Linked DNA regions of Zea mays: region 1 is linked to region 2. Evidence: chromatin contacts called from public Hi-C data. All regions are on one chromosome and are shown on one strand. Each heading gives the region's core, a stretch centred on a gene start, on an enhancer-like site or on the middle of the called end of the contact. The rest is flanking DNA. Distances are from core to core; before and after follow the strand shown. Region 1 holds the start of LOC100285943. Region 2 holds the start of LOC103647781 (putative polyol transporter 1).

Evidence for each region. Hi-C and Micro-C count contacts between places; a contact is called where the count stands out from the background.
Region 1: a Hi-C map of tassel shows a contact between it and region 2, with 2.7 times the contacts expected there. The contact joins the promoter of LOC100285943 here to the promoter of LOC103647781 in region 2. A contact is called at or near these places in 3 of 25 Hi-C or Micro-C datasets (ear, leaf and tassel).

What each region holds. Positions count from the first base shown.
Region 1 is chr2:214,651,638-214,654,337 of Zm-B73-REFERENCE-NAM-5.0, reverse strand. LOC100285943 reads right to left here and starts at 1,448. Exons shown (of 5, transcript NM_001413843.1): 1 at 1,084-1,448. The coding sequence starts at 1,359.
Region 2 is chr2:214,515,579-214,518,278 of Zm-B73-REFERENCE-NAM-5.0, reverse strand. LOC103647781 (putative polyol transporter 1) reads left to right here and starts at 1,303. Exons shown (of 2, transcript NM_001322985.1): 1 at 1,303-1,450; 2 at 1,546-2,700. The coding sequence starts at 1,339.

The DNA.
Region 1 (2,700 bases), core at 199-2,698, 140 kb before region 2:
TCCATATTCAACATTTGTCTGTCATGCAATTCGAACTCAGAATTCAAAGATATAATTTTATGGGGTGCTCAGTGAAACATATGCATTTCAGATTGCCAGTCAATCATCCAGTGGTACTGGAACACAGCGGACAAGTACTACAAACATAATATATGCATATATAATCTATTTTTGTGGTGATGATATAGATATGGACTTTGATGAACTGATTCAGTAAAAATGTGTTATTGATCAGTTACGGCCATTCAGTAAAAATCTTAGCTAATCCTTTGAGCCATTATGGTGTTTCTTCTAACAATATGGGTAACAGGGATTGGGGGGCAATGTGCCATTTATGCAGCTTCATATTTCGAAGCCTTAATCTGTTGATGCTGAATTTGAGGAACACCGACCAGATGTTAAGGCCATTCTCAATTGATGGTTTTATTGCACAGTTTTCAAGGTTGTCATGTCAACATTTGTGCAGGAAACAGTGTATGCAGAATTGCATCCCATAAAATTGCATGTCATGTCATCCTCTTTGCATATGCGGCATGTCATTTAATGAGAATTAAACTTCCACTGAGAATGGCCTAATGACCAGACAAATATCACGCCACACTACATGTCATTCACAATATGTCACAACTTGGGGGAACACAGAGGACACCAGTAATGAAGACAAACAATTGTACACCAGAGAAACATGTTAGAACTTAGAAGGGAAGTGCAGGAGAACGCAAACAACCAAACACAACAAAGCCACTAGTTCCAAATTCCAATCCTACAAGCCGAAGCACATAAGTGGCAAAATGGCAGATTAAACCTTACAGGTCACTAGATCTTAGGTAATTGTTCCATCATGGTTCGTGGTGTGCCTATACAAGGACACACGTTTAACTCGTTCAGTCAACCGTGAGAACTGTGTGTTGCACATGTGAACCGCAAAATAGCAAAAGTCCTGTTCAGTTGCTACTATCAACATGACATTTCTAAGATGGTATGATCCAATGATGGCAGGGATCAGGTGTTCTATCAAGCAAACCTATGCGGACAATAAGTGAGGAATGGGAAACTAGCGAATTGGCAATGGGGTTAACTTACATCGCTCTCGTAGCCCTCCTCGTCGTCTTCATCGTCCTCGTCGAACTCCGCCTCCTCCTCGTCGTCCTCGTCGAGATCGTAGTAGGGGTCCCGAGAGCGGCGGACGCGGCGGTTGGGCTTGAGGAGGCGCACGTTGGTCTGGAGCGAAAACGCAACGCCGCCTGCGCGGGCGTGAAGGGGGGTCGCGGAAGCGGAGGCACCATGGGCTGGGGAAGGGAGGAGGATAGAGGGCCGTGCGGCGGCGAGCGGCCGCGGCAGCTGGAGCTGCAGCGCCATGGTGCGAGCGAGGGGGATTGCGCGCACGGCGCGGCCTTGGATATTTCTTTTTGGGGTTTTATTTATTAATTATCCGCGACGGTGAGGGTAGGGAATCGGTGACAGGGCCACAGGGGGTTTGGAGACGGAGGAAGAATCTTCCGGGCGGACTGACGTGGACCGCTGCGGGCAGGCTTGACGCTACTGGGCCGGAACAAGCTTGGGCTTAACGCTACGGTGACATGCTGCAATTTGCGCGGCTGAGCCGGCGGACTCAGGTCGCATGATTTGTTGCACATTTCTTTTTCGAGAGAAAGAGTGCATTCATTCGCCAAAAAGTATAATTACTTTCTAGTTTAACGAGCTCACTGATACAAAAGAAAAGTTGTTTCTCTCATTGTGCGTCTTGCTAGCTGAGCTAATTCGTGAGCTGCTTTATTGCACTCTCTCCAATTTTACTAAACCACACATCTCAAGCATTACTCAAAGCATGTTTAATCTCCACCATAGATGTCTTAAGAGTTTTCACTAGACAATGCCTTTTTTGTCCATTGCGCTGCTAGTTCAATGCCTTCAAAACAGGACGACTACAACGGCAAGTGTGAAGGCATCCACAAGTCAGGGAGTATAGCAGCCCGACGGGACGATGTCCAGTATAGGATTCTGAAAATAGCTATTCAAAATTGCTACGAGATAAATTTTTTTAATTATATAAAGTCTAACTAGTATATATAGTACTAGGTGAGTGCCCGTGCATTACAATGAAAACACATAATATCACAGTACTGTTATGAGAAAAATGTTTCTTAATACATTTGTGATCATATCCATACATAAATTTTGTTATTTTAGTCTAGTTGTTTCACCACTACATTACAATCATCAGTACCATTGCATCAAGCTAAGGTGTAAAAAAGAAGAAGAAAAAACAGAATTTTCCTGGGTTCACCGTCATCCACTTTCTTGATGTTATAAAGTGAATCCTATTCACTATTGTTTAAGGGGGTGTTTGTTAACCAGATTAAATAATCTAACAACTTTTGAACTAACACTTAGTTCAAAAATTGTTGGATTATATAATCTGGATAGATTATAATACCAAACAAACACCCTAAGTATCATTCACGTAACTAAACACAACTAATAGGCTTAAACACAACCCAGAACCCAGATCCATTTGTCTTCCAGAGCAAAACCAAAAGGACACGATTTGAATATTTCTACAAAAAATGATGCAGCATGCCATTGCTAAAAATTACAACATATTTAGTGACAGTCAGAAGCAGACTGCTTTAAAAAAAAGGAATGAGCAATAGCATTTACAAAGGTCAAGAGTCAAGAGTACAACAAGAAAAACAATAA
Region 2 (2,700 bases), core at 54-2,553:
GGAGCACCGGACATGTCCGGTGTACACCGGACAGTCCGGTGAATTATAGCGGAGTCGCCTCTGGAATTTCCCGAAGGTGACGAGTTTGAAGTCGGAGTCCTCTGGTGCACCGGACATGTCCGGTGGCACACCGGACAGTCCGGTGCGCCAGACCAGAGGTGCCTTCGGTTGTCCCTTTGCTCTTTGGTTGAACCTAATACTTTGTCTTTTTATTGGCTAAGTGTGAACCTTTAGCACCTGTATAACTTATGCACTAGAGCAAACTAGTTAGTCCAAGTATTTGTGTTGGGCAATTCAACCATCAAAATTAATTAGGGACTAGGTGTAAGCCTAATTCTCTTTCACCGAGCAGCAGCGTGCGCCGTTAGGAGGCCATCCCAAACATTGCGTGGCGCAGGGGCGATACATTGGAGGAGAGCAGAGGGCAACATAGCTCCTCCTCGGCGCAGTGTGCCGCCGCCGCATCGGCGTGGGTCCCAAGCGGCGAGGGCAGGGGAGTGGGTTGGTAGAGGAGCTGAAAGGCGATGGGCATCGCGTGGAGGAGGGCACAAAGTGGGATGCCGTGGTACGAGGTCAACAAGGGGCATGGGTGGCGGGGAAGCTTCCGGCGTCGAGGCCGAGGTGGCGGCTGGCACCACGCGGGAGGAGGAGCTGAGTCGCTGAGATGCCCTAGAGGCGCTAGCTGCCCTGGTGGGTCGGAGAGGGAGGGGCCGGGGCGGAGATCGACGCGGATGGCTCCTTCCGTTTCGGTTGGATTGAAGAAAAAACTGCGTCCGCAGCCACGTGTCAGCAAGCCGATAGCAGCGGCACCCGTGAGGCGCCGACATGCCTCCAATTCCTAGCGGCTTTTAACAAGAAGTTACTAGTGTGTGTATATGTGTAAAATAAATGATTTAAACCATTCGGTCTCATTTAAGAGCATCACACCAAAGACTATTTACAGCAGACTAATTATCTCACTCTATATTTTACTAACTATTTTAAACTTTACTCTATAAATATGTCATCTATAATATAAAACAGTGTTTTGCATTGCAAAGTTGGTTTAAACCCGGTAAGAATGCATGGATGTGTAATGAATTCTGCCGGGTTTTTTCCCCCTGAAACACAAGAAAGATAAAATTGGTCGAGGCGTGGAGCTCAAGTGCAAGTGCTGAACTGCCTATTCTTGGCGGTCCAAAAGTCACGTCACCGTTGGCGAGATGAGGTCATGCTCATATATCTCCAATCATTGCTCTTTGTCTATATATACACGCGTTTAACACAAAGAGTTAGGCACAGCGCTGCACACCACCTTATCATCTCTAATCGGAGATCAAAGAAGCACAGCCGTTAACGATGGCTTCCGACGAGCTGGCAAAGGTCGTCGAGCCGAGGAAAAAGGGCAACGTCAAGTACGCCTCCATCTGTGCCATCCTCGCCTCCATGGCCTCCGTCATCCTTGGCTATGGTAGCCATTCTTCCGTTGCTGTCAAAACGTTTTGCCTTTTGCTTTGCAAGAGTAACTGGTAGGTGAAGTTTATGTTCTGTTCACCAACCCTGTAGACATCGGGGTGATGAGTGGAGCGGCGATGTACATCAAGAAGGACCTGAGGATCACGGACGTGCAGCTGGAGATCCTGATAGGGATCCTGAGCCTCTACTCGCTCTTCGGGTCCTTCGCCGGCGCGCGCACGTCCGACAGGATCGGGCGCCGCCTGACCGTGGTCTTCGCCGCCGTCATCTTCTTCGCGGGGTCGCTGCTCATGGGCTTCGCCGTGAACTACGGCATGCTCATGGCGGGCCGGTTCGTGGCCGGAGTCGGCGTGGGCTACGGGGGCATGATCGCGCCCGTGTACACGGCCGAGATCTCGCCGGCGGCGTCCCGGGGCTTCCTGACGACCTTTCCGGAGGTGTTCATCAACATCGGCATCCTGCTCGGCTACGTGTCCAACTTCGCGTTCGCGCGCCTCCCGCTCCACCTCGGCTGGCGCGTCATGCTCGCCATCGGCGCGGTCCCGTCCGCGCTGCTGGCGCTGCTGGTGTTCTGCATGCCCGAGTCGCCTCGGTGGCTGGTCCTGAAGGGCCGCCTCGCGGACGCCAGGGTCGTGCTGGAGAGGACCTCGGCCACGCCAGAGGAGGCCGCGGCGCGGCTGGCCGACATCAAGGCCGCGGCGGGGATTCCCAGGGACCTGGACGGGGACGTGGTCGCCGTACCCAACAAGGGGCGAGACGGCGGCAGTAGTGAGACGCAGGTCTGGAAGCAGCTCATCCTGTCCCCGACCCCGGCGGTGCGGCGCATACTGCTGTCGGCCGTCGGGCTCCACTTCTTCCAGCAGGCCTCCGGCAGCGACTCCGTGGTCCAGTACAGCGCCCGCCTGTTCAAGAGCGCGGGGATCACCGACGACAACAAGCTGCTGGGCGTGACCTGCGCGGTGGGCGTGACCAAGACGTTCTTCATCCTGGTGGCCACGTTCCTGCTGGACCGCGCGGGGCGGCGGCCGCTGCTGCTGGCCAGCACGGGCGGGATGATCGTGTCGCTCCTCAGCCTCGGCGCGGGCCTGACCGTGGCGGGGCACCACCCGGACGGCAAGGTGGCGTGGGCCGTGGCCCTGTGCATCGCGTCCACCCTGGCCTACATCGCCTTCTTCTCCATCGGGCTCGGCCCCATCACGGGCGTGTACACCTCGGAGATATTCCCGCTGCGGGTGCGCGCGCTGG